Linked DNA regions of Mus musculus: region 2 is linked to region 1. A link is a contact called in public promoter capture Hi-C data. All regions are on one chromosome and are shown on one strand. Each heading gives the region's core, a stretch centred on a gene start, on an enhancer-like site or on the middle of the called end of the contact. The rest is flanking DNA. Distances are from core to core; before and after follow the strand shown. Region 1 holds the start of Myo5a (myosin VA). Region 2 holds the start of Senp6 (SUMO/sentrin specific peptidase 6).

Region 1 (3,101 bases), core at 285-2,784:
TCTAGGTCAGCTACATAAAGAGACTTTACCACCACCACCACCAAAAGAAAAAAAACCCTTTCTCCTACCCCTCATCTTCTCTTTCTCTTACATCAGGGTGGTTGAAAGTATGTCTTTGAAAATTTTGAAAGAATGATTCCAATTTTATTTTTGTTCATGTAAATAAAAGTCACTTTTATAAGAACTCTCAGAGTTTTGAGTGTTTTGGTTCTTCCTACCCCCCCCCCCTCCGACTCACCAACCCATCATACTCAGTATTCCTCAACTGTCCTGACCGGTAGCTAATATCTAGAGGGTAAGGAAACAGGCACCTTCTACAGGCATGAAGGAAGTGTAAGAGACAGGAGCTCAACTCATTGCTTTGGATGCTCTGCTGGCTCAAAGTACATTTTGTCTCCTTTCACAGGCAGACAAAGAAAGGATGGAATCCAGAAACATCAAAGTGGTGAACAGTCTTCCTTCAAATACCCACCTCATGTTCAGACATAACTAGGGAGTCAGGCTTGTGCTTTGACTGCCATTGTACTGGTCTCAGAACCATGTCTCTAAAATTTCACCATTCACAAGGCAGAGGCAGGAGGATGGCGAGTTTGAAGAAAACCCGGGCTGCTTAGTGAGACCTGTCTCAAAACCCAACAAGCCAAACAATAAAACTGGATTCCCATGATAGGCACTGGCCACAACTTAAGGTTTAAAGAAGGAAGATGGACACATTTTAAAAGGCTAAAAATTTTAAAGAGTATTCCAAGTGAGCACGAAAGTGTGGCTGGAGAGAACATGTTGGGATGAAAAAGACCACATTCCTGTGTCCGTGTAAGGGCACGGAATAGACTGCGTCAAGACTGCAAACACTTGAGTTTCTCTCAGTAGGTTGCCGTTTTCAGGTGACTCCAGGATCAGCATCAGGTAGTGCTGTCACGATCAGCAGAACAAAGGTCTCATTCTGAATGGTGGCGAACCTATGTAAACGCCCAAGTCTAAGATGGGCCATTTCCCAGTGCCATCTTGTTTTCAGGTTCATTGGAGTTTCTGTGTGTTAGAGGCCACCCTATGTCCTTGCATCACCAAGGGTGCAAACCCAAATGCAGAGTGACCTTGAGCATCCTTCAAATTCCGGGTGGTGCAGCTTCCCGCCCTGCCGTGAGCAAGTCTCTTCTGGAGTTGCAGGTTCTCAGAAAGGCCTTTCCCGAACCCTCCCCTACCTCAAGTCCTCTCCCTACAAACAGCAGGGCCAGGAGGAGCAGCCTTGAGGCTGCCGGGTCTACGCGGGCACTCTAACCGTCGCTACCTCGAGCGGGACGCGCTCCCTCACTGCCCCACCTTCGCGCACACTGTGGGGGGCCACTCCGCCAAAGCAGGTTTGGGATGCCAGCCGCATGGGCCGAGGATGCTCGGTGCCCGCCGCCGATGGGAGGCAGCGTGAGCCCGAAAGAGCCGGGAGGGATCGCGGTGGCAGCGCTCGAGCGCAGCCTCCTCCCGCTCCCACAATGCACAGGGCGGCGGCGGCGGCGGCGGCGGCATCGCGCGCCGCGGAGGAGACAGAGGAGGCTACAGAGACCAGGCCTCTAAGGAGGCGAAGCGGCTGAGGAAACTGAGGGAGCGAGGGGGCGCTGAGGACGCGAGGCGACTGAAGAGACCGCAAGGGCTGTGTGTGTGGACCAGGCGGCTTGGGGAGACTGAGGCGGCGACGGCCGCGGAGGCTGGTACCCGAGTCCCCCGAGCACGCGCCTCGGGCTCACGCGGCCGCCGAGCCCTGGAGGTGATGACTGTCAGGCTCCCGCCCGCCGCTAGCGCCTGACGCGCCCCGCCCCGGCCCGCCCGGGCCCGCCCGCCAGCTTGGCCCGCCCTGCCCGGCCCGGCCCTTCCCCTGCTCCCCGCCCGCCACCGTTTCACCCGCGCGGGCGGCCGCCACGCGAGCTGCGGCCTCCGCCTAGGCGGGGGGCGTCGGCGCTGGGCCCGCCATGGCCGCGTCCGAGCTCTACACCAAGGTAACGCGCGCCGCAGAGCCTTGTCCTGGGGAGGGGTCGCGCGGCCGGGACCGTGGCTGTAGGACCGGCAGGTTCCACCGGACTGCACCCCACTGCCCGGCTGTACCTCCTTGCCCGGCTGTACCTCCCTGCTCTGCCTCCCGAGCCCATTTCGGATGGGATGCTCTTGGGCAGATGCTCGGGCCGCTCTCCCGGGACTCGTGCTTAAAATAACGTCCTGTGCCGGTATGCGCCAGGCAGCAGCCTCTCGGGGAGATTATTTCGGATTCTGCAGTTATGGCCAGTCCGCTTTCACCTTTAGCTGCCGGGTTCTTGCCATTTGCCCTGGGGTGCGGAGCCTGTGGGAAGATGCAGCCCGGAGATGGCGAGCTTATTCTTAGGCTTCTTGGTGCCTGGGAGTTTGCAACCTGCGCGTTATCCCCGAGAGCCTCGTTAGCTCTGTGTCCTCACCCTCCTTTCCGGCGAGCCTTTCCCTTTTGGTCTTCATTTAGGGGAAGTGGCAGCCTTTTCAATCTTAAACCGACGCCCATATTCTCAGGGTCTGGTAATCTCTGAATGGCGTATTTTGGAGAGACTGTTTAGAAAATCTGTGTTGGGCAGTGTGTGGTGTATGCATTCATGGTATCTTATGTTACGGTTTCAATGGATGTTTTGCCAGCTAATGATTATTAAAATTACCTCTAATTCCACTCAACAGAATTGCCTTAACTTTTCAAGTTCATGTTTTTACATTTTTACCAGAATCTCTTTCTTCCCGTCTCTCTCTGTCTCTGCCTTTGTCTCCCTCTCAGGCACGGAGATTGAATGTAAGGGCCTCATGCATACTAGGTAAACCCTTTACAACTGAGCTATATATAGATAGCCCCAGCTTTCTGGACTCTTCTTTTAGCAGTTTGGAATCATCTCTTGCACACGTGACATCAATAAGCCCAGAGCCCAAATTGCAGCCTTGAGGAAAGAAATCTGTACCTTTCCACCCAACTGTGTGACATTTGGCAAACTACATAACCTCTCTGGTTCAGGTTTCTTACTTGTAAATAGAGTGAATTTTATTTGTCCTTTTGTCCTTCCTTACAAGCTGTTGTGAGGATCACATTTAATACTAGTTGTGAA
Region 2 (3,101 bases), core at 367-2,866, 5.0 Mb after region 1:
CCACAACGTGAGGACTCCCCCACGTTTGGACTCAGGAGAGGTGATACCCCAAATCACTCACGAGAAATGGTCTTGATGCAAACTGCAAAAGGACTTTTATTTCAAGAGCACTCTTGGGCCCACAGTCTTACACCACGAAGGGGTAGAGGACCGTGGTGCCCAGAGTAGCTGGGTAAGGGGGTATTTAAAGGAAGAAACCATAACTCAAGGGGGTGGGGAGGGCTTTGTTGGAAAATACCAAAAATACCAGTTAAGTGGAAAGTCAAGACAGTTTTCTAGGAGCCTCTAACAATAGCATATTTGCATAGAGGGTTCCAGCAATGGTCAGGGTGGGTCAGGGTGACTTTCTTTGAACAAACATGCCCTGAACCCAGGAAGCAGGTTGCTGGAGGAATGCCGCTATTTGTTTTATGATTAGCATACCATGGAGCATTGAGTCACAAAGGTCACATTCTCAAGCCTGGGCCTAAAGGCCTAGAATCTTTTGTTTTTTATGTTTCACTTTTTCACTCAAAGGGCTGGAGAAATGGATTCAGCAGTTTGGTTAGCCTGGGTACCCTCTTCCGGCCTCTGAAGTAACTACAAGAAGCAGCTTTCCCACCCTAAATGCAGGCAAAACACCCTCCCCCCAACCCCACCCACTTTTTTTTTTTTTTTTAAAGAAAAAATGTAGCCGGGCAGTGGTAGCGCTAGCTCACCTTTAATCCCAGAATTTGGGAGGCAGAGGCAGGCGGGTTTCTGAGTTCCAGGACAGCCAGGGCTACACAGAGGAACCCTGTCTTGAAAAAACCAGAAAAAAAAAGAAAGAAAGAAAGAAAGAAAGAAAGGAAGGAAGGAAGGAAAGGAAAGAAAAAAATGTTTATTAGCTGACCACACAGCTAAGGGGCTTGAATTTCTGTAACTTTTTTTTTTCATTTTCTGCATTTTTCATGGATTTGTTGTTGTTGTTGTTGTTTTTGAAGACAGGCTCTTCCTTTGTAGACCAGGCTGGCCTCCATCTGACAGAGAGATCCACCTGTCTCTATCCCTTTATGGACTGGGAAAAACCTACACCACTACATGGGGTTTGTAAGAAAAAAGAAGAAAAAAAAAAGCCCCTCAAATTGTATCATAGTCTACTGTGTTCTCTCCCCCCCCCCCCTCTCTCTCACACACACACACACACACACACACACACACACACACACACAAAGTGTACTGGCTCAATCATATCATATATGCATTGTTTGGAAGATGGATGTGAACACAATTTTATTTTCCAATTACCTGGCTTCATTTTTTTTTTTTTTCCTTCCCATGGCACGTTTTAAATTCAGGGTCAGACAAGAACTTGGAGCGTTTCTTTAGAATTTGTGGTGCGACTCGACCAAATAGAATACCTGGCCGGCAGGCTGGCAAGCGCTCGCAGGCCGGCTCTGCCATGGGGGCCTTCCGAGGAAGGGGTTTTTGTTCGTCCCTCGCCAAGGCCGGCCAGACAAGGCCACCCCAGGCCGGCAGGACGACAGCCCCCGGCTCGGGTTCGGCCGAGCCCGGAGGGGGGCGAGCAGGGACCCGAAGGGAGAGAGAGGCTCTGGGGCGGCGGCGGCGGCGGGGCGGGCCCGGAGGCCGGTGGGGGAGGAGCGGCGGCGGGGCTGCTGTGGCGACCGACGCGCGGCGGTGGCGGAGACCCACCCCCGTCCACATGGACAGTCGCCGAGGCCTGGGCTGATGCTCTGACGCCTGGGCGGGGTGGGCGGGCGGCGGCGGCCACTGCTGGAGCAGCGAGGGGTCGCGGGCGCCTCACGGTCGCGGAGCCCTCGCTCGGCTCAAGCCGCTGCGGCCATTTTACGGCCCGGGACGTAGAAGGCGTGTGAGCGTTCGCTCCGTTCTCCGTCCTCCGGAGCCAGCGGCGGAGCGGGGCGGAGGGGAGCGGAGGGAGCTCCTCAGAGGCCGGCGCGGCCCGGTGGATGGGGAGTCGTGTGCCGAGGGGAGCCGGGCCCGGGAAGCGCCGCCGCCGCCGCTCACGGTCCCCGGTAGGCGCCTGAGGAGAAGCAGCCCAGGCCGTGGGCCTCGCCGCCTCCCGTCAGGCCCGCTTTTGTGTGGGGGGCCCGGCCGGCGGGGAGCGCCCCTCGCGGAGGTCGAGCCCGAGGCCCGCCACCCTGCGGCTGCTACCCTCCCGACGCGCGGCCCCCATTCCCCGCCAGCACCGCGCCGGTGTCGGCCATGGAGTAAGAAGGAGGCGGCGTGGAAGGAGGAAGATGGCGGCGGGCAAGAGCGGTGGCAGCGCTGGGGCTCTTTTCCTGAAAGGTACGCTCGGGTCTCCCTCGGGGGAGAGTCGGGGGCGAAATTCGCCGACACCGGGGTGTCTCCCACCCCCGGGCCGTGATACTCAGCTCTCTGCTCCGGGTGGGCTTGGGGCCGCGGGGGCCACGGGGGCCCGGACGGCCGATGGCCCGCTGGGAACGCGCTGCAGGCGCGCCGACTTCGGGTCCGCCCGGGCCAAGGCTCGGGCAGGCCGGCGCGAGGCGGCGCGGTGGTAGCGCAGCGAGCCGAGGCCCAGGGCGGCCTGCGAGGGGCGCGCCGAAGGCTTGGGCTCGCTCCCACCTCCATATTCTCGATGGGTGCCTAGTGGGTGAGGAGCAGACTTCGTCCGCGTCTTTCTTAAGCGTTCGTGGAAAGTTTCAGACCTAAGCTTGGTTGAAACTGGCCGATCCAAGGAGGCAGGGGGAGAGGTGGTGGTTAACACTGCCCTGTGGTTAAAAGCTCCCAGGCTAGCCGCTGCCCTCGGGGTGCAGGTTAGACCCGGCGGTGCCCCGAACTCCGGTGAGATGTGTTTGGTTGTTTATACTTTGTAAAGCAGGTATGGGAGGTGGAAAAAAAAAAAAAGAGAGAGAATGAGCTTCCAAGTGTCGGTTTGGAGACAGCCGGGGAAGGTAAAAGAGTTAGGGTGTGTTCCCATTTTTAGTCGCTTGTGAAGCAGAGTTAACTATTTCAGTTGGTGGACCAAGCCGGCTTAAAAGGTCTATTTTGGTTTGGTGTGGTGGTAAATGGATAACGATACTGGTTTTTGCCTATGGCTGTAAAGGGACTTCCATAATACAGGTACATTTAGTTGCAGTTGT

What was found. Promoter capture Hi-C pulls out the DNA fragments that hold promoters and counts their contacts.
Region 2: a promoter capture Hi-C map of erythroid cells shows a contact between it and region 1, with 16 times the contacts expected there. The contact joins the promoter of Senp6 here to the promoter of Myo5a in region 1.

What each region holds. Positions count from the first base shown.
Region 1 is chr9:75,069,672-75,072,772 of GRCm38.p6, forward strand. It overlaps Myo5a (myosin VA), which reads left to right and starts at 1,535. Exons shown (of 41, transcript NM_010864.2): 1 at 1,535-1,988. The coding sequence starts at 1,962.
Region 2 is chr9:80,065,287-80,068,387 of GRCm38.p6, forward strand. It overlaps Senp6 (SUMO/sentrin specific peptidase 6), which reads left to right and starts at 1,617. Exons shown (of 24, transcript NM_001311110.1): 1 at 1,617-2,286. The coding sequence starts at 2,238.